Linked DNA regions of Mus musculus: regions 1, 2, 3, 4, 6 and 7 are each linked to region 5. The links are chromatin contacts, called in public ChIA-PET, Hi-C, HiChIP or PLAC-seq and promoter capture Hi-C maps. All regions are on one chromosome and are shown on one strand. Each heading gives the region's core, a stretch centred on a gene start, on an enhancer-like site or on the middle of the called end of the contact. The rest is flanking DNA. Distances are from core to core; before and after follow the strand shown. Region 1 holds the start of Zfp119a (zinc finger protein 119a). Region 2 holds the start of Zfp119b (zinc finger protein 119b). Region 3 holds the start of Sh3gl1 (SH3-domain GRB2-like 1). Region 4 holds the start of Mpnd (MPN domain containing). Region 5 holds the start of Dus3l (dihydrouridine synthase 3-like (S. cerevisiae)). Region 6 holds the start of Hdgfl2 (HDGF like 2). Region 7 holds the start of Plin5 (perilipin 5).

Region 1 (3,431 bases), core at 719-3,218, 890 kb before region 5:
TCCATATTTCTGCTAGGATGGCCCATTAAGCTCCACTTAAAGTACTCCGCAGGTTTACAAACCCAAAGATCCAAAATTTGAATTCATCCAAACAAAAGTATGGTTAGGCCTATCACAGCAATACCCTAGTCCCTGGTACCAACTTCTCTCTTAATCAGGGTCTTGTTGCTGTGAAGAGACACCATAACCAAAGCAATTTGTATAAAATGAAACATTTAACTGGGGCTGACTTACAGTTTCAGAGATCCAGTCCATTATCATCATGGCAGAAAGCATGGCAGCCTGCAGGCAGACAGGGCGCTAGAGGAGCTGAGAGTTCTAAACCTTGATCCAATTGCAACCAGGAGACTTTCTTCCACAGGCAGCTAAGAAAAGGCTCTCTACACTGGGTGAAGCTTGAGCTGTAGCAGACCGTAAAGCCTACCCTCTTAGTCACACTCTTCCTCTAACAAGGCCACACCTCTTCCGATGAGGCTCTAACCTCCTAATAGTGCCACTTCCCACGGGCCAAGCATATTCAAACCATCACAGGCTCCTAGTCTAGCAATAATTCAAAATGTAATTATTCTCATTTCAAAGATCTCCATATTATATCACAGTCCCAACACTGTTTAAATGTCTAAAGTTTCGTCGAATACTAAGGGCAATCTCTTGACTTTGACATCATATAAACTCAAAATATACAAATTCTATAAATCAAAATAAACAAAAAGTATAACTTCTCAACATGCATGGGCTCAGAATACACTTTTCCTTTACAAAGAAGGAAAGATTGGACCAAGGCAACCCTGTGGGGCATAAATCAAATCATATAGGCAATGAGAATAAGAGCATTTTTGTGACATCTGAACAGAAAGAGAGAGCAAGATTAGAAGGAGAATACAGAGTGGAACAACTTAGAAACCATAGATAACATAAAAAAAAAAAAAAACAACTATGAGAGCAATGTACAGAATGCAGAGGGAAGAGAAAAAAAAAAGAGCTGCAGAGAGCAGAAGGAGCAGGCAGACTTCTCCTTACTATGGGACAGAACAGGTCTTTTCTAACTAACAAGGAAGGTTTGGTCTTAGTAAATAAAGAGAACAAAGCTTTACTCCTCTACACTAACTCCTCTAGAGGGGTTACAGGCTTCCTTAAAATAACCTTCCCTAACTTGTCTAAGAAGAAATTAAACAATTGGAGGCCTGCAAACTCAGGTTTAAGTGTGTATCTTTTCTCTGATTGCTCGCTATTATCCCTTGTTTCCCTCCCCACCCAGTTCTCTCAGAGAACCGGGAAAACCTGCCTGCACAGTACTTCCTGGGAAAGAATAGAGATCAACAGAACATGAGAGAAAATTTAGAAAGAAAAGAAAAAAAAACACACAACTAAAATAGAGTAAATGTTGATGAAAGAGGCCAGGAAACCCAGTGAGCCTGGCCTTACTAACACACGTTACTGGACGGTCAAGGCATCTACAAGTCTGTGTCGATGGCAAACACTTTGCATCTGCACAGAATTAACTGCGGACGGATCATACATCAGAACCTCAGGTGCCAAGTGCAGAACTTGTAGAAGACACCGGAGAAACTAGGGTTCTCCATGTCAGCACATCTGCCTTCCCTGGACACAGGAAAAGCAGCTGAGGCGCTCACTGCATGGTGACGTCAGCAACAAGGATGTTTTCACTCCAGGACCCGCGCCCCACACTCTGCGCAGGCGCAGCCCGGGATCGAAGTCAGACGTCCGGCTTCCGCTCCGGAGGTGCAGGGACCTCAGGTGAACAAACGCAATCACGCCGGGCGGCGAGTCTGACCGCCGGTTCCCGCACCCCGGGAGGAACCCCACACAGTCTCCCAAGGCTCCTCCCCGCGTGGGGACGGCGGCCCCGCTCACCATGGCGTGGAGACCGAGCTCGCCCCGCTCTCCTCACAGCTCCCGGCAGCGGGTGGCAGACCAGGACACGGAACCACAAGAGCCTCCCTCAGACCCGAGCCCGAACCTTTAGTATTAGGGAACGGAAGTGCTCTCCCCATTCTGGCTAGCGGATCCATGCGGCCGTGATTGGCTAGTAAGGAATGAGTGACAGCTCCCCTAGTCACCGAGGGCTGTGAAGTATCACAGCACAGTGGTTCCCAGTCCTGGTGTCCGCTCAGGCACAGAACTGTCTCAGACGCGGAGAGACAGGCATTGCCATAGAACTTGCGCCTGTTAGCGTACAGGCAGGTCCACAAGCCTACTCTCGGGGACCTAGCAGAGACTTCTGTCATCAGATGCCATCACCTGCCGATGCCATCAGGCGCGCCCGGTCTGTTTCAGGATGAATGTATCCACCCACCAGCCACCGGAGCTCTCTCCCTACTCGGCAGGCCGTCTCTCTGTTCCCGGTGTGCGCTCCTTTCTCTCTCTGCCTGTCATATGCCCACTTCTCTGCCTCTGTCCCTTCGCCAGGACCTCAGTCCCCCAACCCCCACCCCCCAATAAAGCTTTTTTACACCAGATGCATGGCGTAATTTCTCAGGACACACTTCAGCTCGATCTGCCAAAGCTACTTCACCTCACTCCATTATGTTTCCTAACAGCAGGACTGCACAGTCGTCCCTGCTCTGCTGCACTCAGGAGGCTCCTTAATCTAGGCACAAGGTCTCTAGCATACACAGATCACTAAACAACCTCAAGTGGAGTGATCCACCTGCCTCACAGCCAAAAGAGCATCCAGACTATCCAGGTCAAATTTAAACCTCCTGGTTGATATTCACCAGGCATCATCCATTTTTAAAAAGACTCATCTAAATTGCTCACACTTCTTTCAGCTAAACACTGGTAGCCAAAACACTAACACATTCCCAGCCTTTAGTGGTTGCACTGGCTCATTATGCCAGCACTTGGGAAGTGGAGTCAGGACATCAAAAGTTTAAGCCTAGTAATTCCAGGACAGCCAGGGAGGATACACAAAGAAATCCTGTCTCCAAAAAAAAAAAGTTTAAACCAGCTTGGTCTATGAACCCAAACACCAACTATTCTGGCCCCCAAAGGGGAGGTGACCAGGGTGTGATCAAGTGACCATAGGTGTGTGGGTTCATTTCTGGGTCTTCAATTCTGTTCCATTGATCTACCTGCCGGTCTCTATACCAATACCATGCAGTTTTTATCACTATTGCTCTGTAATACAGCTTGAGGTCAGGGATAGTGAATTCCCCCAGAATTTCTTTTATCATTGAGAATAGTTTTCATTATCCTGTTTCGTTTTGTTTTACTTTTTTTGTTATTCCAGATGAATTTGCAAATTGCTCTTTCTAACTGTGTGAAGAATTGAGTTGGAATTTTGATGGGGATTACATTGACTCGGTAGATTGTATGGGGCAAGGTGGCCATTTTTACTATATTAATCCTGCCAATCCATGAGCATGGGAGATCATTCCATCTTCTGAGATCTTCCATTTCTTTCTTCA
Region 2 (3,569 bases), core at 309-2,808, 820 kb before region 5:
TCTATTCCATAACTGTGGGGAGGTCTACCTGCCTAGACCATGACATAGGTACCATCTCCTTCTATGTTTATGCCAACCTCGTAAAAGGGTATTTCTAAGGAAAAGGCTGTAGCACTTTACATTTAACCTTTGAGAAGATGGAAGATGGCCTCACCTTAGCAGGAAATGACCTAACCTTGAGTAGAAAGCAACTGTGTAGTATGCTGCCATCTTGGCTAGTATGCTAAAATATCACAATGCAGAATTTGAGCTATAAATTCAACAAATGCCCAATAAAAAGTGTCACCATTTTTGATACCAAAGGAAACTGATGAAAATAAGTAACCAAGAATGAAAAAAATAATCAACACACAAAACTGGACATATACTAAACACAGCGATAACCTGACATCAAAACCTCAAACAGCTGCAATAAAGAAAGAAAATATAAACAGCAAGAAAAAAAAATAAGCAGACAGATAGACAAAAGATAGAAAATATTTCTTCCAAATAGGGAAGAGACAACTCCTTTGGCTGGGATACAGGTTTTCTTAATATAACCTTCCTTACCTTGTCTAAGTAGAGATTAAACAATTGGAGGCCTGCAAACTCAGGGGTTTTTTGTTATGTTTTTTCTGTTTGTTGTTGTTCTTTTGTTTGGTTTGGTTTTGGCTTTTTCAAGACAGGGATTCTCTGTGTAGCCCTGGCTGTCCTGGACCTCACTCTGTAGACCAGGCTGGCCTCGAACTCAGAAATCCACCTGCCTCTGCCTCCCAAGTGCTGGGATTAAAGGCGTGCGCCACCACTGCCTGACCAAACTCAGATCTAAGTATGTATCTTTTCTCTGTATTATCCCTTGTTTCCCTCCCCACCCAGTTCTCTCAGGGAACCGGAAAAACCTGCCTGCACAGTACTTCCTGGGAAAGAATAGAGATCAACAGAACATGAGAACAAACTTAGACAGAAAAAAAAAAAAATACACAAGTAAAATAGAGTAAATGTTGATGAAAGAGACCAGGAAACCCAGTGAGCCTGGCCTTACTAACACACGTTACTGGACGGTCAAGGCATCTACAAGTCTGTGTCGATGGCAAACACTTTGCATCTGCACAGAGCTAACTGCGGACGGATCCTACTCCTGAACATCAAGTGCCAAGTGCAGAACTTGTAGAAGACACCGGAGAAACTAGGGTTCTCCATGTCAGCATATCTGCCTTCCCTGGACACAGGAAAAGCAGCTGAGGCGCTCACTGCATGGTGACGTCAGCAACAAGGATGTTTTCACTCCAGGACCCGCGCCCCACACTCTGCGCAGGCGCAGCCCGGGATCGAAGTCAGACGTCGCGCTTCCGCTCCGGAGGTGCAGGGACCTCAGGTGAACAAACGCAATCACGCCGGGCGGCGAGTCTGACCGCCGGTTCCCGCACCCCGGGAGGAACCCAACACAGTCTCCCGCGGCTCCTCCCCGCGTGGGGACGGCGGCCCCGCTCACCATGGCGTGGAGACCGAGCTCGCCCCGCTCTCCTCACAGCTCCCGGCAGCGGGTGGCAGACCAGGACACAGAACCACAAGAGCCTCCCTCAGACCCGAGCCCGAACCTTTAGTATTAGGGAACGGAAGTGCTCTCCCCATTCTGGCTAGCGGATCCATGCGGCCGTGATTGGCTAGTGAGGAATGAGTGACAGCTCCCCTAGACACCGAGGGCTGTGAAGTGTCACAGCACAGTGGTTCCCAGTCCTGGTCTCCGCTCAGGCACAGAACTGTCCCAGACGCGGAGAGACAGGGACATATCGCCACAGAACTTGCGCCTGTTAGCGTACAGGCAGGTCCACAAACCTACTCTCGGGGACCTAGCAGAGACTTCTGTCATCAGATGCCATCATTTGCTGATGCCACCAGGCGCGCCCGGTCTGTTTCAGGATGAATGTATCCACCTAAGCCACCGGAGCTCTCTCCCTACTCAGCAGGCCGTCTCTCTGTTCCCCGTGTGCGCTTCTTTCTCTCTCTGTCTGTCATGTCCACTTCTCTGCCTCTGTCCCTTCCCCAGGACCTCAGTCCCCCAACCCCCACCCCCAATAAAGTTTTTTTACACCAGATGCATGGCGTAATTTCTCAGGACACACTTCGGCTCGATCTGCCAAAGCTACTTCACCTTACTATATAATGTTTCCTAACAGCAGGACTGCAGTCGTCCCTGCTCTGCTGCACCCAGGAGGCTATTTAATCTAGGCACAAGGTCTCTAGCATACACAGATCACTAAACAACCTCAAGTGGAGTGATCCACCTGCCTCACAGCCAAAAGGGCACCCAGACTATCCAGGTCAAATTTAAACCTCCTGGTTGATATTCACCGGGCATCAACCATTTTTTAAAAAGACTCATCTAAATTGCTCACACTTCTCTCAGTTAAACACTGGTAGCCAAAACACACATTCCCAGCCTTTAGTGGTTGCACTGGCTCATCATGCCAGCACTTGGGAAATGGAGTCAGGACATCAAAAGTTTAAGCCTAGTATAAAGAGTAGTTCCAGGACAGCCAGGGAGGGATACACAAAGCAATCCTGTCTCACAAAAAAAAAAAAAGTTTAAACCAGCTTGGTCTATGAACCCAAACACCAACTATTCTGGCCCCCAAAGGGGAGGTGACCAGGGTGAGAACCTGGGAGGAGAAGACAAAAATAGAAAGTTTGGGGTCACTATGTCTTGCATAACATGATGGCTCATGTTAAGCAAGTTTTTTCAGATGATATACAGCTCTGATACACTATAGGTGGAGAATGAGACAGTCAGCAGAAAGATAATTTAGCAATGTTGGCTAGAAGGACACAGGATAGATACCTCATAGTGAGCACACACTGGCCATGAGACTGATACCCATGAGACTGATAACTGAAGACCGTGGTTCCTTTGACTCCTTCAAGATGCTTGCCCAAGCACCAGACCAGACCTTCCCAAGTCTGCTCTTGGAGAGGTCACAAAAGCAATGATCCCTTGGTGCTTTCATCGGGGCATCTGAGAAAGCCTTGGATAGGCCTAGCTCCCCAAAGACCCACCTCCAACCTAAACAAAAACACATATGAAAATAGGAACCCAAGAATCAATTCATGGACAGCTAGTGCTGAGAAAGAAAGAGTAGGAGAGATTGGAGATGACAGCTACATGATAGGGAATAATAAACTACTAATGGCACCAAAAGTTGATTTTTTTTAAAACCATAATTGAAACACCTTTAGCTAAACTACCTTTTGAAAAAAGGCCGACACAAATTGCTAATTTCTCACATGCATTTAGAGTCAAGAGTGGTGGTCTGTTCTTGGAATCCCACCACATGGAATGGTGAGTCCGAAGCATCACAAGTTTAAGGCCTGGTATGACTACAGGCTGTGTTTACAAAATACTTGGTTAACTTAGCCAGACCCTTCCTCAAAATAACTTTTCTATTATGCTCAGTGGATTCTGGCCACACATGGGAGGGGCTCTAGAATGAGTGCCCGGGTTTTTTTGTTGTTGGTTTGTTTGTTTGTTTGTTTGTTTGTTTGTTTTTAATGAAAGTAGAGCTACTACAACCAACATACTGAAATAGGTGGAT
Region 3 (3,343 bases), core at 761-3,260, 730 kb before region 5:
GCCCAGAGCCCGGGTCCTATCCTATCCTCTGCATTCCGAAAGCTATTCAGGAGTTCGAGAAGGGGAGCCAGCTGCTCCAACACTGGTGGGGTCTGGCCTCTGAGCTGAGTGAGACAAGCACTGGATTGGATGCACAGGCAGAAGACAGCCTCCTCCAGCCACACTAGCATCAACCCTGGTGACCTCTAGGGTATCAGACATAGCAGCCAAGCTGGCTCCACAGGCTTCACTTGGAACTCACTTGGCTTTTGATCCTCCTGCCTCAGCGGCCAGAGGGCCTGGGGTTACAGGCCTGCCAGGCTTTCCAGCAGTGTCCCATGTAAAATGCATGTCAAGCTGAGGTCATGGCTCAGGGTAGAGCTGTTGCCAGTGTGGTTGAGGTCCTGGGCTCCAACCCCAGCAAACATCCATCAAACGAGAGAGAAAGAGAGAGCGCACTCGCGAGCACAATCGATCTAGCAACCTGGAGGAAAAGGCAGAAGAAAAGAAACTCAAAACAGACAGGAGAAAACTCAGTCACGAACTTCTGGCCACTGAGGTTTGGTGACAAACATCTGTAACTCAGCACCGGGAGGCAGAGGCGGGAGGATAATGACTATGAGGCCACTCTGGCCTGACTGAGACAGAGATGAGACAACAAGGGTTTTCTCAAGCAGAAACCTGACAGAGCTGAGGGAACAGGCTCACTTGAGCCCAGGAGTTCAAGGCAAATATAAAACCTTCAACACACAAAGGTATCCTGTCATCCCAGCGCCTGAGAGGCAGGAAGATGGAAAATTCTGGGCCAGCCTGGACTACGAGCAAAACTTGGCCTCAAAAAACCCCCCAAAAGTTCCAGAGGGACATTACACTATAGGATGTCTGAAAGGAGCGCCTGCCTGCCTGGGGTAGGGTTCTCAATGTTTATACAACGGAGGCCAGGATGCCCACCCTACAGAACTCCTGAATGTCAACACAACCAGAAAGGAGAATTTCAGTTCAGAGTCATGATCGGATCGATTAAACACTAAACCCAAACCACCAAGTACCTATAGGAATCTATAGTATGGTACAGCCAACAAAAACGTATCTTTCAAAGAAGCATACATATGTTTTAGAAATAGGGACACAAACCTGACACATTTTGTAAACTGCAGAAGCCTGGAAAATTACTTTTCACTGTCTCTTTTCAACTTGCCACAGTGTCTACCAAGAGATTTTTCTTTCATTTTTGAGACAGGGTCTCCTTATGTTACGTAACCCTGGCTGGCCTCAAACTCAGAGATCTGCTTACCTGACTGCCTCAAGTGTGCAGGGATTAATGATGTATAACACCCAGTGAGCGAGAATGTTTGTTTTTGGTTTTTTAGGTTTTTTTTTTTTCAATCCGTCTTACAGACACCGGAGAGGGAAAAGAAGAATGGGACACTGATTATTTTTTAAGCCCTGTGTGGACTTGGTTTTTTTGGATATCAACCTAGACAAACATTTTCTGTGGCCTGAGGCTATGTGGTGAGAGTCTCGGAAGCATAGCCTGGAGACTTTGGGGGGGGGGGGGCTTGCCTTCCATGCTGCGATCCCAGGAATCGAACTTACGTTGTAAAGCCTGGCGGCAAGCCCCTCTCAATGAAGCCCTTTCGCCGGCCCTCCAGAGCTTTCTGAAAGCCGCCTAGACGCGCACACCCGGTGTCCCTCTTCAAAGCACGGGGACCCGGTCTCCCCTTCCCCGCTAGCCCAAGGGAAGCCAGCTCGGCTCGTCTGCGGTCCCCAAAGGCAGGCCCGAGACCAGATCGCCTGGCCTCGCCTCACCTGGCTCGCCTTGTAGAACTGCTTCTTCAGCCCCGCCACCGACATGCCGCCTGCCGCCGTCAGGCCTCCCGCTCGAACTCCGGTTTCCGCCGGCGCCGCCGAACCGACTTCTTTCCTCCGCGCGCAGGTCGGCGCCGCCACCGCCAAATCAGCTTGCCAGCTCTGCGCCCCCGCCCCGAAGCCACCTCGGCCGGCTAGCGCGCACGCGCGGCCGGGATATTACATGGCAACCGCACACTTCCGGTGACGCCCCCATATCGCCTCACCCCACCCTACAACGGCATCTGCGCGCGCTCCGCCTCTCTGCGCGTGCGCGCCCCCTGGAGGACAGAAAGAGCATTGCCGGGGGAGGAACGGCGGAAACCCTCCCACACCAACGAGATGAGGGGGCGCCTAGAGAGGCCAGAAATCTGTGTACGTGCGCGTGTACGCATGATGCAGCTCCCTCTAGAGTCCAGGAGTAGATATAAAGCCAAAAGTCAGTTTTAATTAATTAATATTTTATTTGTGCGTGGAGAAAGCGGAGCGGAATTTGCCAGCGAGAGTGTAATAAAGACAAAGCGAGGTAAAATGGAATATCTTAGGGGCTAGAGGAACGGTTGGTTCTCCAGGTAAAAGTGCTTGCTGCCCTGGCTGACATCGGGAGTTCAGTTCCTCGCATCCACATCAGGCTGCTTGCTCATAGCTAGCTGTCTGTAACTCCAGCTCCGGGTCACAGCCCTTTCCTGGCCTCCTTCAACTGCTCTCAAGTACACCGGGTCACATATATACCCATAACTTAAAAATTAATATGAGGTATGCCAGTGGTGATGCATGTACGCCTTTAATCCCGGCAGAGGCCCAAATGCTAACACGCCACCAGCCTTCTCTCTGGGGTCCTTCCTTCAGTGTCTCCCTTCTAATAAATCGCTGAGGATACAACTAGAAAAGAGAGTCCTTTATTTCCTTCTTCATAACTTTATTTCAGAGCAGATATTGCATAACCCAGGCTAAGCCTCAAACTTACTGTATAACCAAGGATGACCTTGAACTCCTGTCCAAGCTCCTCCACGTCCCAAGTGCTAAATCACAGGTGTGCACCAATGAGCCCCACTAGAAACATATTTTCAAAATAGTTCGCTCAGACTGTAGCTATCTCCTATTTCGAGTTCCATTGGTTCATTCCTGTCATGTACCAGCTATAGGACATCATTGCTTTTTTGCGCATTAGCCCTGCAGTGAGCTTCCTCTCATCATTAAGACAGAAAGAGGACTCTAATTGAATGATATCTGTGATGGCTTGTATATGCTCAGACCAGGGAGTGGCACTATTAGAAGTTGTGCCCCTGCTGGAGTAGGTGTGTCACTGTGGGTGTGAGCTTTAAGACCCTCATCCTAGCTGCCTGGAAGCCAGTATTCTGCTAGCAGCCCTCAGATGAAGATGTAGAACTCTCAGCTCCACCTTCACCATGTCTGCCTGGATATTGCTATGTTCCCGCCTGGATGATAATGAACTGAATCTCTGAACCTGTAAGCCAGTCCCAATTAAACATTGTTTTTTTTTTTTTAGATTTAT
Region 4 (3,236 bases), core at 272-2,771, 760 kb before region 5:
ATTGTCAAGCCACAGTAGTTGCTTCAAAGTGTCAAAGGCCACAGGGGAGCTAGGTGTGGGGATGCAAGCCTATGACGTAAGCAGGAGGGGGCTGAGCAGGAGGATCACTGCAAGTGGAAGGAAGGAAAAGAAAAATTAGCCGGGAGCCAAGGACTGTTGTAGCGCAAGGATAGGATGTGGCAGTAGTTACATCATAGAAAAGTCCCTTTTGGATCGAGGTGGAAGATAAACAGGATGAAAACGTCCAGTGAGCAGAACTTGGAGCCTCTCTCAAGGCTTTGCCTGTTTACAAGATGGTTAGACCTGCATATTGTGCCGGGACTTGGAAGCGGTAAACTATGGAGCCCAAAGTCTGGTGGCCTGGGCTAAGGGAAGAGTGGTTCTCGGACTGGTGAGATGGCTCAGTGGGTAAGAGCACCCGACTGTTCTTCCGAAGGTCAGGAGTTCAAATCCCAGCAACCACATGGTGGCTCACAACCATCCATAACGAGATCTGACTCCCTCTTCTGGAGTGTCTGAGGACAGCTACAGTGTACTTACATATAATAAATAAATAAACAAATCTTAAAAAAAAAAAAGAATGATTCTCATTACTCAGACCTTTCCAGAGCATCCTGCCTCTTTCCCCAGTTTGAGGCCACCCGGATTTTCAGACCTCCCTGGGTTGGGGTAATCTGTGATGAAGGACAAATCAGGATGAGAACAAAGGCCCAGGGCCTTGGGCGCCTAGTAACACCGCCCCTTCCCGCTCGCTGATTACACGTGAACGCCGATTGGCTGAGTGGGAACCATCCCTTGTCGCTGATTGGATGCTGGAGGCACCTGGTGATTGGCTGATGAGAACTGCCATTGGGCTGAGTTAACCCTAGAAAGGCTAAAGCTGGCCAGGCTCAGACCTTTCGATCCAGCTATAACGCGCAGCTGCTTTCCTAAAGCGGCTCTACATTTCTTACAAACCTGTTTCTTCCCTGCTCCCAACCATCAAGGGCTCTGCCTTTAGCTAGCGCACTAGCCTCACTAGCAGCTTCCTTCATCGCTGCTGTAGGCTGAGGGAATCATGAGCTCCAGGATGCAGCCCCACTAAGGGAGTATAGTCCCCCTGAGAGCAGGGGATGGGGGGCGGCGTCCTGAGTCTGTTTTTCCCTCTAGTTCACCATCTGCTTCAGTTTCCCTTGTGTCCCAAGGTCTTCCCTCATTTCTTTAACTGCGCGTGGGCAGGCCCAAGACCTAAGGTTTCCATCTCTTTCCTGAAAGCTGAGCCACTCCTGCTCAGGGATCAAAGTTGCAACCTAGTAGCTGGTGGCCTCGAGTATGGTATCTCTAGTCCCTGAATGAGAAGGTCCTGGGCCTGTTTCCTTCTCCAGGTCTCCCCCAACCTCCAGCTTTAGTTTCGCCAAATTGCACCGGATCGCTCCAACTCCAGTGCAAGCACAACCCAACCGCTCCGTATCCCCTCCGCCCCCGGCGGGCCAAACCTCCCCACCCATTTTCAGTAACCAATAGACTGCTGTGTCCCCGCGCGGGGAGGAGCCCGTTCACTCGGAGGAGGCTGTGCCGGGACACAGCGTCCATGGCAGGTAGGATGGTCCGCGCAGGCGGGGACGGGGCAGCGGGACGCGACCTCTGCAGCCAGTTGCTATTTCGCTGCAGCTCCCGAGTCTCTGTCTCCCGGGGCCACGGCCGAGGAGGCGCCGGAGGAGGATGAGGACGACGCGGAGGCCGAGGACCCCGAGCGCGGGACGGGTAGCGGAGGGCGCAGCGGCAGCCTCGGTGGCAGCGGAGGCGGCACGGCAGGGCCTGGGATGGCCCTAGGGGGCGCGCTCACGAGGCGCGCGGTCACGCTTCGGGTGCTGCTCAAAGACGAGCTGCTGGAGCCCGGTGAGGGGGTGCTATCCATCTACTACCTGGTGAGCGACCCCCGGAGACCGTTCATGTCCTCCACTGCTAGCGTATAAAGAGAAACTGAAGCCCAGAGGAACCGTGTTAATCACAATGCCACATAGCTATAACCACTGCCATCTGGGTGTGTCCGCGGGCAACCAATCTGTGTGATTGCGGCTTCCCCATCTGTAAAATGAGGCCTTCCTTCCCAGGCTCTCTATGAAGATGATGGCTTCAAAACTGTGTACTGTTATTTAAAATGATCGCCCAAAAAACTCTTTGTGATACCAAGAATGGAAGGGAGCTTTACCCCTGACTATGCCCCCAGCCCCCTCACTGCGGGATTCTAAGCAGGGGGTCAATTCCTGACCTTGCACCCAACCAACCCCTCACTTGGGAATTTTAGGCAGGAGTTCTACCTCTGAGAACAGTCTTATTAAGTATTCCAAGCAGGTTCTGAAGTTGTGTGCTTCCTGCCTCAGCTTCCCCAGTAGTTGGGCTGACAGGCCTGGGCCGTTATGCCTGCTCTGGCTGCCATTACTTAATTTTAAAGTTGTGCATCTGGGTGTGGAGTGCCAGGAGTACTGGTGTGAAAGATGGAGTTCCTGTGACAGTACCTCTTGGGAGCCTTAGAAGAACAAGGACGCCAAGCCTCAGGGAGAAAGGAGTTAGGAATCACTAGGACTGAAGTGTTTCAGCCCCCTCTGTCGCTGCAGGGCAGGAAGTTTACTGGGGACCTGCAGCTGGATGGCAGGATCGTGTGGCAGGAAACTGGACAAGTCTTCAACTCACCCAGCGCCTGGGCCACACACTGCAAGAAGCTCGTCAACCCAGCCAAGAAATCTGGCTGTGGCTGGGCCTCTGTCAAGTACAAGGGCCAGAAGCTGGACAAATACAAGGCCGCCTGGCTTCGCCGGCACCAGCTACATATGCCTGTAGCTACGGCCGATGAGGTAGGAAGTACGTGCCTTCCACCTTGCGCTGTGGGGATGAGGTTGCAAAGGCCGTGGGGCAAGATAGAGTCTGATGTGATTCAGCAAGACGGCCTGAATTCTGAAGCACGGGAAGGAGGAAGGCAGGGAGGGGCAAGCAAGGCCAGGAGGGCCTCCTGGGCTGCCCGGAGGACTTGGGCTTTGATCCTGAAGGAGGTGGGGGTCATGAATACTATTGGCAGAGGGAACTGCTGCAGGGAGACTGTCAGGGGAGAGACAGGGCTCCGAGACAGTCAGTCTCACCCGAAGTAGTACAGCCAGGAGAAGACAGGCTGAATCCCAAGCGTGGGGAGAATCCGCACCTCGGACACCTCTGCTCACCGTCGCCCTCTGGCGGTTGGTCCAGGCAATGGCACCTCGGGC
Region 5 (3,561 bases), core at 883-3,382:
GAGAATGTCAAGTATGGTGGCAGACACACTTTGAGAGGTGGAGGAAGGAGAATCAGGGATTCAAGGTCATTTCTGGCAATAGTGAGTTGGAGACTAGTCTGTGCTACCTGAGACCTTATCTTAAAAAAATAAAAATAAAATAAAACCGTTGAGGAAGAATAGAAGAGACACACAGAGAGGAATAGGGGAGGAGGCAGCAGTGGGGCCCTTCGGTCTTCCCTGCCCCCACTTGGTGCCCAGGTCTCCAGTGCTAGCAGGGCCACAGCCACCTGCCTCCCTCACTTCCTGGTGTCAGCTGAGATCAGGCTGGAGCTGTAGTTCCAGGGGGCTATCTGGATCCCTCAGTTCAGGGAGCCACAGACTCTCCCGGAGGCACGTTGCCAGGGGACTCGGGTGTGGAAACTGGCCGAGGAGGAAAGGGGGGGGGCTCTATTTTCCGTGTTAGGTGGAATGGTGTACCTGGAGGAGACTAGGACGGAAGGCTGGTTCTCAAAAGGGTACGGAGTAGGTCATCCTTGGACGCGGAAGGACTAGGGGTGGGGTAGGAGGAGAAATGGAGGCCCAGATGCTAGTCTGTGCTCAGGGTTGGAACCGGGCCTGGCGGACAGTAAACCCTCACTAGCTGCTGAGCTCCCCGTAAGGATCCAGCACCATTGTATTCACATCACCATGAATGCTGCACCTCATGGTTAACGGTCTGTACGGTTTCACAGTTATCAACTGCCAGGCTGTCACGCCTCCTGCGGGAAGCCAGCCTGGGTTGCCTTGCACAGAAGAGGACGGAGTTGCTTTGAGGAAGGGATCTTGTTTCTGTCGTTGCCCTTTGCAGCCCTGTTTCTTCCAAGAGCGTGTCCTTATCACAACCCAATTGTAGACGCTACAAAGGAGCCTCAGCCTTAAAATGCATTGTTATTCCCATCTTGCCCAGTAGGGACGGTAGAGAGCAATGGCGCAAACAGGGTGCTATTGTGGTCTAAGGCTAATTAATCGCTTTACCTCTCTGGGCCTGTTTCCCCTTATGTTATACAACCAGCAGAGTCTAGTTCGTGCGTTGCGGGACAGCCTGGGCTACAGGGTGAGACCCCCATCTCCATGAATTAAATAAATTTAAATACTGATTGGTTTGACTTGGCTTTGGTTGAGACATGTAGCTCAGGCTGGCCTCAAACACCAGGACTGCCAGGGCTATACAGAGAAACCCTGTCTCGACCCCCTCCCCCCCCCCCAAAAAAAAAAAAACCAAAACAAAAACAAAACACTACCTCCCGATCCACCCAAGTGCTGTTCTTACATGTTTAAGCACATTTTTATTAAAATAGTAATTGCAGGATCGGAGAAGTGCCTGATGTCAGGCTCAAGGGGCTGAGTTCAATCCCGGGACCGACATGGGGATGCAGGGACCCCCGCCCCCCATTGTCATATGACCTCCACATAAGGGTGACACACAGGAGACCCACACACACACAATAGATGAGTAAATGTCACTTTCAAAGTAACGCTGGCACACACCTTTAATCCCAGCACTTGGGAGGCAGAGGCAGGAGGATTTCTGAGTTTGAGGCTTGCCTGGGCTACATAGTGAGACGCTGTCTCAAAAAAAAAAAAAAAAAGAAAAAAGAAAAGAAAAGGCAGTACAATAAAAATAATTCAAATTGCCACGCGTTTATGGGCCACAGTGGCTCACGAAGGGCACTGTCAAAGGACAGCGTGTCCCCGTGAAGTCATTTGATCCTTCAAAGCTGTTGGTATTTTTTGTTTGTCTTCTGAGACACGGTTTCTCTGAGTAGCTCAGGCTGTTCTGGACCTCACTCTATAGACCAGGCTGGCCTCGAACTCATGATTCACCTGACTCGATCTCCCCAGTGCTGGGATTAAAGGCGTGCGCAACACCGCTCGGGCTGCGGTTTTTTATTATAAAATAACAGACTCGTTTGTAAAAGGGACAGAAGCAGAGTAGGTGAGTGTGAGCTGCACCCACACCCACACCCCCAGATTCACTTCCACGGATCAAGAGTGACCCACGGATGACCGACAAGAACCCCTCCGGGACCCTTGAGCACTTCCGTTTCCTGCGCAGCCTTGGCCCCCCCCCCCCCCGCCCCCACGGTCGTGCGCACGCGCGCCTTAGCAGCATTGCTGTAGTCTGAGCGTGCGCATTTCTTTCTGTAGGCTCCAGAGGACACGAGCGACCCGGAAGACTTTCCTGCCACACTCCAGAGCTGGTGTGAGGGGCATCGATGGCGGAGACGGCAGCGGAGAGCGGTGGTGGCGGTGACTCCGGGGTTGGCGCGTGCGAACGGGGGGTGGCGCCCATTAAAGCTCAGTGAGTCGCTGGCGCCCGTCAGCGAAGCTGATGTGGCCTTCCCGGCGTCCGTGGCGGGTGCGAGTGGTGCATGCTGGGAGGTGTGGCGGCATCCTGGAGAGCGGCATCCCGGAGGCGCCAAAGTCTTTACCTACCTTCTGCTGACACACGAGTGTAACATGTGTTGGTTGTCACAAGCCATGAGGCCGGCTGTGCACATAGGCAGCTTTGGGGAACCAGAAGCAGGGCCCGAGGTGCATGGTGGGGCTTGTAGTCTCCACGAGGGAAAAAAAAATGGCTCGCAGCGAAAGACCTGGGAAGGGTGGTAGCTTGAGTCTCGCTGCCAAGCATGCTGGGGTTTGTAGTTCCTTCGTAGCCTACCAAGGATATTGATATTTGTGTGTCGCAACCCTTAAGGCAATTCAGTTCTCAGAGCAGAGACACAAATGGCTCCTTCAAGTGTAAAACAGGTGTCCCCGTGGCACTGGGTGAAAACTGGCTGGTTCTAAGTAGGGAAAGCTTCCTGCAAGCAGGAGCACGTGAGCTTGGCATTAGCCCCCAAGCCCCTTTCCCTGTGCACATCGAGCCTCTCCCGCTCTGGCAGGTACCGCACAACCAAAGAACGGTTCCACGAATATCTGGATGGAGACAAGCAGGAGGGTGCATGCCAGGAAGTGCCCACAGGAGACCCAGCTGAGCCAGGGGCCAAAAGAATTCGCCTGGAAGATGGGCAGGAAAATGGGAAGACAGAGGTGGCAATTGAATCCCGTGAAAGGCAGGTGCCCAAGAGGGCCCGTGGCCAAAACAAAAGCCGGCCCCATGTGAAGCCAGCACACTACGACAAGGACAGGCTCTGCCCGTCCTTCCTCCAGGTGAGGGGTGGCTCTACAGGCTTGGCTTAAAGTCTGAAGATGCTGTGCTGTGACAAATATATATGACCCTTGACCTACAGGGACTCGACCTAGTAGTGCCTTGCCTTGGCCCCTGGTGCTGCCTTCAAAGTCATTGACCCTCAGCCTATCTACACATCACACTTGAATTTATTTATTTTTGGTTTTTTTGAGACAGGGTTTCTCTGTGTAGCCCTGGCTGACCTGGAACTCACTCTGTAAACTAGGCTGGTCCTGAACTCAGAGAGCACTCCCAAGTTCTGGGATTAAAGATGTGCTCAGCTATTTCAATTTACCTTTTTTTTTTAAAAAGATTTATTTATTTATTTATTTATTTATTTATTTATTTATTTATTATATGTAAGTACA
Region 6 (3,382 bases), core at 298-2,797, 690 kb before region 5:
AGACCCAGTCATAAAAATAAACAACTACTAAGATCAGTATACATTTAAGTAAAGTAAATATGGCTAGTGAAATGGCTCATCGAGTGAATTACTTTCCCCGTAAGCCTCAGGTGAAAAAAAAATGAGTGGTGGGCTCCACAAAGCTGTCCTCTGATTTCTACACACGCTGTAGCATGTGCGTGCATGCCCACACATAGCACGCAGATTTGTTTTGTTTTGTTTTGTTTTTGTTTTTCGAGGCAGGGTTTCTCTGTATAGCCTTGGCTGTCCTGGAACTCACTCTGTAGACCGGGCTGGCTTCGAACTCAGAAATCTGCCTGCCTCTGCCTCCCAAGTGCTGGGATTAAAGGCGTGAGCCACCACTGCCCGGCAGCACACAGATTTTTAAGGCAGGGCACGGTGGCACACATGTTTGATCCAGAGCTGGGGAGACAGAGGCAAGAGTACATCTGTGAGTTCGAAGCCAGTCTGGTCTATATAAGGAGTTGTCCCCACCCCCCACTCACCAGTGAGGACAGCAGAGTGAGACCCTGTCTCCAAATAAAATTAAGAATAATTAAAATGGCTGGGCAGTGATGGCGCACGCCTTTAATCCCAGCACTTGGGAGGCAGAGGCAGGCGGATTTCTGAGGTCCAGGCCAGCCTGGTCCACAGAGTGAGTTCCAGGACAGCCAGGGCTACACAGAGAAACCCTGTCTCAAAAAAACAACAACAAAAAGAATAATTAAAATGCAAAATGTCAAAGTATAAAGGTGCTGTAAGTATAAAGTGAAAATATGTAATGTATTATAGACAACAAAAAAAGAAAAAAATTTTAAATAATGAAAGTAAACAAGTGAGCTCTGTCCCGCCCCCTTCTCAGCCCTGACCTTTCTTGATCACCGCCCCTTCCTCTGCCAACTCCTGGCGGGAGTTTGCTGAGTTCTGTGGAACTTGTCTTCATGTCCAGCCATTGGTCGAGCTATAGCCAATGGGCTTCATAGTTGCACTGATGCCCTTTTGGAAGGCTGTCGTTAATCCGTCTTCTACGCTGATTGGTTGTTTATATTTCGTCTGGCCGAGTCCAAAGGCCTGTTCAGTACTGTTATGTATGTTCCGGCCTCGCTAGGCCCCGCCCCATCACTGCTTGTCATTAGTTTCAGTCTTCCTTTCACCCACAGGCCACTGCCTCATGCAGCTCTTAAGCCACGCCCCTGTCAAGCCCCTGTCCGTTTTGCGTCTAATTCGTCTAATGCCCTTCACCCCGCCCCACATCCTGACTGCGAGCCACGCCCCTGAGCGATCCCCAACCTAAGCCCCGCCCATCATTCCTCTCTAGGCTCCACCCAGTAGCCGCTTAAACCTTTCGTCTTTTACCTCCGACACCCTCCGCCCCACCCACTGGCTCCTAGTCCACGCCCTTGGCTTCTGCTCCGTTATCCAATCCCGTTAACTAGCTCTGATCCAACCCCTCCCTTTATTGGCCCGCGCGCGTCTCTGTGGTCATGAGCGACGGCGACGGCGGCCCCTAGCCAAGGGAGGGCGGGACTTCCGGTCGTGCTGAACCCAATAAGTAGACGCCGGCCGGCGGCCCGTGCGGACGCCTCCGCCCCTCAGGCGTCCGACTCCCGCCTCTGACTTCGCCTCTCACCGCCGTTGCTGCTTCCCGCGGCCTGGGCCTCCGCCGACAGCATGCCGCACGCCTTCAAGCCCGGGGACTTGGTGTTTGCCAAGATGAAGGGCTACCCGCACTGGCCGGCCCGGGTGAGGCCGCGCGTGGAGTGGACGGGCCCGGCGGAGTTGGCGGCCCCGAGCAGAGGGGCCGCGGGCGGGCGGGCGGGCGGGCGCGCGCGGGGAGGCTGGAATGGAGGCTGAGGAGAGGTTGGGGCTGCTGGCTCAGGTGACTGCACTGTGGTTTTCTGGAGTTGAGGAATCTCCTTCCTCCGGGACCACAGTGCCTGGGGTCTGGTGCGTCTTCGGGGAGGTCCCTGGTCTGAGGGACTTGTGTTCCGCTGTTCCGGATCCTGGCTCTGACCCGTGGTCCTTTGGAATTGAGGTGTGGCAATGTTTTGGTCTGAGTAACCTGCATGGTGAGGTCCTGAGTCTCAGAGACCCACAGTCCTGCAGAGAACGGCCGTGGTGCTAGCCTTGACCTCCTCCGGAACCTGTGTCACTTGGTTTGGTGTCCAGGGCCTGAGAGACCAATGTACCAGAGGTCAGAAATGCGTTTAGGGGATCCCAGGGTCGTGGAGCCTGAGGGATGTAGTGGGGCTCAAAGGGTACATGGGCACGTTGGGATTGGAGTGGAAGGGTCAAATGATGGGAAGAGTCTCTTCCAGAGAGGCTGCGCGTGATGGATGGGGGAGCGGGATACAGCGGAAGGAAAGGGACCTTATCTCTATGACCTAAATGAGGGCAAGGGTTGGAAGAAAGCTTTTCTGGGGACCTGGAGTCCGGCCCTTAAAGGGATTCAGTGGGCTGTATGTAGCTTACCTGAGAACAGGCAGCTTCAAGCTGGAGGTAGGAGGCTTTGAGGTTTCCTGTTTGAGAAAGCTGGAGTCAAGCAGTGTAGATTTTTAGAGCCTGGGTGCGCAGGTGGTAGAATTCTGGCCCTGGCAAAAATTGGCACATACACGGAGACCCAAAGGCTTCTGCTGCCCCCAGGACTTGGGACAGAGATCACTCCAGGGCTGAAGTTAGCTGCATCCATGTGTCAGGACTGAAGGAATTTTTGTTGTGCAGATGGTGGCTAGCGTTGCAAGTCCTGGTGCACATGTTCAGTTGCATAGAAACAGAGTTTTGTTGCCTCTAGGTCTTAGTACAGAGGCTAGATTGGCTGTGTCTGCATGGGGGTGGGAATGGAAGACCATACGGCAGGGAGTTACCATGGGGATGCCAAAGAGCAAGCTCAACAGGAACCAGCCCAGGAGGTAACTCCTAGAGGTCAGGACCAGAGGGCCCCATAAGTTCCTGAGGTGTGGGACCGTTGGGAGAAGCAGCCTGGCAGGGCTCGGCAGGGCAGGTTTGAGGATGCTTCTGCATCTGGTATCCTGCATCCAGCCACCAGGGACCAGAGTTTGAGGAGCAGGCTAGGGAGGATCCAGCCATCCCCCGGCGTTGATGAGGTGGGTGGCTAAACACTGGGAAATCCCACTGTGAGTGGGGTGACTGGGGAGCAAAACTTTACATTGGCCACTGCCCTCACTAGTCTACCTCTGCTCTCTATGAAGCTCTTGTCCCTTCCCCCTTCCCAGCCTTCTCCAGCACTGAGAGAACAGTTCCAAGCACCTGATTGGAGGGGAAGGGGCTACTAGCATCCTGTGGGAAGGTGACTGACAGCTGCTGGAACCCATGGGCTTTCACAAAGAGGGTGGGACTTCCGGGTTGCTCTGGGCCTGGCTCC
Region 7 (3,655 bases), core at 52-2,551, 650 kb before region 5:
TACGTGTGGAGTCGATCCCAGCACAGCATAAACCGTGTGGTGGTGCATCATCCCAGCACTCAGAAGGCTGAGGCAGGAGGATTGCTGAGCATTTCAGGCCAATCTGGGCTACAGAGCAAAACCCTAACTCAGAAATTTTTTAAAAAGAGAGGTGTGGGGAAGCATTTGTGAATGGGCCTGGGAGGGACACCTGGTTCTGAAGATAGCAGAGACTGACTACAGACCAAGGTGGTAGGGACTATGGTAGGGACTTAGACTCACACTGGGGCTGCAGGTGCTCCAGCAGTGGCTGTGCGTGGTCCAGGGCACAGGTAGTCACACTACACACACAGTGCTCAGCAAGGCGGCAGGCGGAGCCCAGCAGCGGGTGCCTGTCCTTGGCCGAGTTGTAAGCACTGGACACGGCAGTGCACGTGGCCTTGACCAGGGGCAAAGCCACCACTCGATTCACCACATTCTGCAGAGAACAGTTACATCAGGGCACAGCCATACCCCGATTCCCTTCATTGTGCTAGGCTGGGGGACACAAAGCAGGTCGCCTACCAAAGGCTGCAGCATGCAGCACACACACAGCAACAGGGCAACTTCTGGACCTACAGATGAGGCCAGGGCGGGAAGGGGGGCTGTTTGGGTGACCTGCACACAGGTCTGGAGAAAGACCTGACTGCTTGGGGCCTTAGTTTCCCCACAGGTGTAATTGTACCCTAAGTTTGATGCTATCACTGTAGTGACTACAATAGGTGACACCTGGAGCTATGAGAAGGGACTGGACCTTGGTCGGGCAGGGACCCAGCCACGAACCCCCCAGCCCCCTGCTGTCGTCCTTCTTTACCTGCTGGTCCAGTTCTCCCAGGCTGGATCCAGGGTCCTGAGCTGTCTGATCACCGGACATTCTGGGGGGAGGGGGGGGTAAGACACAGAAAGAGAGGGAAACCCTGAGAGTCAGCCCTGTGGAGTATTCTGGGGTCCATCAGCAAGGCATGTACAAGGCCCAACACACAGAAGGTATACAATGAAAAATCTATGACTTTGTGGGAGGACAGGCGTGGGCCCTGGTGGGACGAGGATGAGTTCAAATGTCATTACCTGCTGTGTGGCGCTAGGGTGGTGTCTTCACCTCTCTGGTCCATTTCCAGTAGGGACAGACCCGCACACCAGCCCCCGTTGCAGAGGTGGGGGCAGCGGTCAGAGAATCAGATCCCTTTGACGGGCAGGAAAGTTGAGGCAAAGATTGCACGTGGAGCTCCGAGGTCACCCTCAGCTGTCCACGGTGACAGGGACGCTGACCTCAGGGCTCATGCCCTATGTATCCCCACCATGGCCGTCCCACTGTCCTCTGCGCCTGGGCCCCGCCCAACTGGGTCCTGGGCCCGGGCCCACTGGGCCAAGGGTCCTGCCACCTGCTGTGCCTGTGGCTCCTCGCATTCACCCCCGCCACTTCCACCCTGCCGAGTTTGGGTCAGGGCCATCCCTACCCCACCCTCTACCCTCGCCTGCGCCCTCACCTGGGTGCAGAGCTCAGATCCCGCGTGTATCCGCCCCCCGGCGCTCCCACCTGAGTCAGCCCTCCGTCCTTATAGCAGGTCTGGGTGGGGCCTCCGCACGCGAGCCAATGAGGCGCCGCCGGGGGTGGATCTGGAGCTTCCCCGCCCCCCACAGGCGCCATGGTTGCCATAGCGGCTCAGGGACGCTGAATCCTGGTCCAGTCACCATGGCTGACCTCAGACTAGGACTGAGGACTTTCTTTTTGTTGTTGTTGTTTGTTTGTTTGATTGGTTGGTTGGTTGGTTGGTTGGTTTTTGGTTGGTTGGTTGGTTGGTTTTTTCGAGACAGGGTTTCTCTGTATCGCTCTGGCTGTCCTGGAACTCACTCTGTAGACCGAACAGGCTGGCCTCGAACTCAGAAATCCGCCCGGCGACTGAGGACTTTTCTTCTTCTTTCTCCTTCTCCTTCTCCTTCTCCTTCTCCTTCTCCTTCTCCTTCTCCTCTTTTTTCTCCTCCTCCTTTTTTCTCCTCCTCCTCCTCCTTCTTCTTTTGTTGTTTTTTTTTTGTTTTGTTTTGTTTTGTTTTTTGTGACAGGTTTTCTCTGGCTATCCTGGAACTCATTTTGTAGATCAGGTTGGCCTCGAACTCAGAAATCCACCTTGCCTCTGCCTCCCAAGTGCTGGGATTAAAGGCATGAGCCACCACGCCCGGCGACTTTCTCATTCTTCAGTCTTTTCCGTTTGTTTTGTTTGATTCAGACTCTCTCTCTGTAGTCAAGACTTGACCAGAACTCACTATATAGCCCAGGATAGCCTCAAAGTAACCACATAGCCAAGGATGACCTTGAACGCACCACCCAGTGGCTAAGACAACAGATGTGCCACACCACACATGTTTATGTGGTGCTGGGCGTGAACCCAGATCTGTGGGTGCTCGGCTGACTGCCTTCTGAGGCCCACTTCCTTTGTTATTATTATTATTACGTCTATGTGTCCTGGTGTTTTGTTGATATGTTCCATCTGTCATGATCCACAGATGCCTGATCCCCACAGAGGCCAGTAAAGTTGACAGACCCCCTGTGACTGGAGTAACATGTGACCTTGAGCTATCATGTGGATGCTGGGACTGGAACTCCAGCCTGAGCTGTTAAGCCATGGGTGGTCTCTCTGGCCTCCATCTTATTTTTAATCTGCTGTTTAATCCTGAGAGCTGTTAAGCCTGTCAGTTCTGACCCCATTTTACAGATCAGCAAACTGAGACCCAAGTTTTAACCCACTCTCCCCAGCTCCCTCTGCAGGACTGGGGTGAGAAGCCTAGTTTTGCCCAGTCATATGCTTGTCACCCAGAGCCACAAGGTGGAGACAGGAGAATCATGAGCTCAAATCACCCTAGGCTTATAGCAAATTTGAGGCCAGCCTGGGCAATATGAAACCGGGCCTTTAAAAAAAAAATCCACACCCCTGCCTCTCAATGGGCAGAGTCCCTCTGTCTAGGGGGTGAAAAAAACTAAAGCTGGGTTGTGATGCAGGACTTTAATCCCAGCACTCAGGAGGTAGAGGCAGGAGGACCTCTGACTTTGAGACCAGCCAGCTTACAGAGCAAGTTCCAGGAGAGTCAGGGCTATACAGTGGGAAGGATCTGGAGAGCAGTCACTGTCAGTAAAGTGCTTATCACTTATCATGTAAGCCGGAAGACCTCAATTTGACACATTTGTCATGTGTGACACTGGCTCATGTGTGTGACCTCAGCTCTGGGAGGCAGAGGCAGAGAAAGAGGCAGAAAGATCCCGAGGCTCTCAGCTGGCCAGTCAGAGATTTTTTATTTATTTATTTTCCCGAGACAGGGTTTCTCTGTGTAGCCCTGGCTGTCCTGCAACTCACTCTGTAGACCAGGCTGGCCTCGAACTCAGAAATCCACCTGCCTCTGCCTCCCAAGTGCTGGGATCAAAGGCATGCGCCACCACCGCCCGGCCAGAGATCCTGTCTTAAAACATAAGGCAGAGGGTGGGCCAGATGGCTCTGCGGGTGAAGGAGTTTGCTGCCAAGCCCAAGAACCCGAGTTTGAATCCCTAGCTGCCACACGGTGAACAGCTGGAACACACTCCTGCAAGGAGCCCTCTGACCTCCACAGGCTCACTGTGGTGCATGCGCACAAAACAAATGTACAACAA

Evidence for each region. Promoter capture Hi-C pulls out the DNA fragments that hold promoters and counts their contacts. A called contact is a pair of places that touch in the nucleus more often than the background predicts. ChIA-PET counts read pairs in DNA pulled down with a chosen protein or histone mark. HiChIP or PLAC-seq counts read pairs in DNA pulled down with a chosen protein or histone mark. Capture Hi-C pulls out chosen DNA fragments and counts their contacts.
Region 1: a contact with region 5 is called in a promoter capture Hi-C map of pre-B cells, with 4 times the contacts expected there. The contact joins the promoter of Zfp119a here to the promoter of Dus3l in region 5. A contact is called at or near these places in 5 of 39 promoter capture datasets (the C10 cell line, hippocampal neurons, liver and 1 more) and 1 of 9 other capture datasets (adipose tissue).
Region 2: a promoter capture Hi-C map of liver shows a contact between it and region 5, with 3 times the contacts expected there. The contact joins the promoter of Zfp119b here to the promoter of Dus3l in region 5. A contact is called at or near these places in 2 of 115 datasets of contacts at active chromatin or transcription factors (bone marrow-derived macrophages and pancreatic cancer cells) and 2 of 9 other capture datasets (adipose tissue and liver).
Region 3: a Hi-C map of B cells shows a contact between it and region 5, with 13 read pairs. The contact joins the promoter of Sh3gl1 here to the promoter of Dus3l in region 5. A contact is called at or near these places in 5 of 39 promoter capture datasets (cranial neural crest, hippocampal neurons, liver and 1 more), 5 of 484 Hi-C or Micro-C datasets (B cells, CD4 T cells, double positive thymocytes and 2 more) and 7 of 115 datasets of contacts at active chromatin or transcription factors (astrocytes, bone marrow-derived macrophages, cardiomyocytes and 4 more).
Region 4: a contact with region 5 is called in an RNA polymerase II ChIA-PET map of memory CD8 T cells, with 6 read pairs. The contact joins the promoter of Mpnd here to the promoter of Dus3l in region 5. A contact is called at or near these places in 1 of 484 Hi-C or Micro-C datasets (regulatory T cells) and 3 of 115 datasets of contacts at active chromatin or transcription factors (large pre-B cells, memory CD8 T cells and pancreatic cancer cells).
Region 6: a contact with region 5 is called in a promoter capture Hi-C map of liver, with 4 times the contacts expected there. The contact joins the promoter of Hdgfl2 here to the promoter of Dus3l in region 5. A contact is called at or near these places in 9 of 39 promoter capture datasets (the 3T3-L1 cell line, the C10 cell line, cranial neural crest and 5 more), 8 of 484 Hi-C or Micro-C datasets (B cells, CD4 T cells, muscle stem cells and 4 more), 7 of 115 datasets of contacts at active chromatin or transcription factors (T-cell acute lymphoblastic leukemia, astrocytes, bone marrow-derived macrophages and 4 more) and 2 of 9 other capture datasets (adipose tissue and liver).
Region 7: a contact with region 5 is called in an HNF4G HiChIP or PLAC-seq map of pancreatic cancer cells. The contact joins the promoter of Plin5 here to the promoter of Dus3l in region 5. A contact is called at or near these places in 4 of 39 promoter capture datasets (cranial neural crest, embryonic stem cells, hippocampal neurons and 1 more), 3 of 115 datasets of contacts at active chromatin or transcription factors (bone marrow-derived macrophages, kidney and pancreatic cancer cells) and 3 of 9 other capture datasets (adipose tissue, macrophages and pancreatic islet).

Annotation. Positions count from the first base shown.
Region 1 is chr17:55,876,985-55,880,415 of GRCm38.p6, forward strand. It overlaps Zfp119a (zinc finger protein 119a), which reads right to left and starts at 1,969. Exons shown (of 4, transcript NM_144546.6): 1 at 1,876-1,969. The coding sequence starts at 1,878.
Region 2 is chr17:55,943,701-55,947,269 of GRCm38.p6, forward strand. Zfp119b (zinc finger protein 119b) reads right to left here and starts at 1,559. Exons shown (of 4, transcript NM_146249.4): 1 at 1,472-1,559. The coding sequence starts at 1,474.
Region 3 is chr17:56,034,627-56,037,969 of GRCm38.p6, forward strand. Sh3gl1 (SH3-domain GRB2-like 1) reads right to left here and starts at 2,011. Exons shown (of 10, transcript NM_013664.3): 1 at 1,789-2,011. The coding sequence starts at 1,833.
Region 4 is chr17:56,007,680-56,010,915 of GRCm38.p6, forward strand. Mpnd (MPN domain containing) reads left to right here and starts at 1,522. Exons shown (of 13, transcript NM_026530.5): 1 at 1,522-1,577; 2 at 1,651-1,907; 3 at 2,598-2,834. The coding sequence starts at 1,571. It overlaps Stap2 (signal transducing adaptor family member 2), which reads right to left and starts at 457. Exons shown (of 14, transcript NM_145934.3): 1 at 1-457.
Region 5 is chr17:56,762,619-56,766,179 of GRCm38.p6, forward strand. Dus3l (dihydrouridine synthase 3-like (S. cerevisiae)) reads left to right here and starts at 2,133. Exons shown (of 13, transcript NM_144858.2): 1 at 2,133-2,323; 2 at 2,907-3,174. The coding sequence starts at 2,238.
Region 6 is chr17:56,078,084-56,081,465 of GRCm38.p6, forward strand. Hdgfl2 (HDGF like 2) reads left to right here and starts at 1,548. Exons shown (of 16, transcript NM_008233.4): 1 at 1,548-1,743. The coding sequence starts at 1,672. It also overlaps a transcript of Ubxn6 not described here.
Region 7 is chr17:56,115,997-56,119,651 of GRCm38.p6, forward strand. Plin5 (perilipin 5) reads right to left here and starts at 1,302. Exons shown (of 8, transcript NM_001077348.1): 1 at 1,087-1,302; 2 at 833-893; 3 at 262-457. The coding sequence starts at 1,130.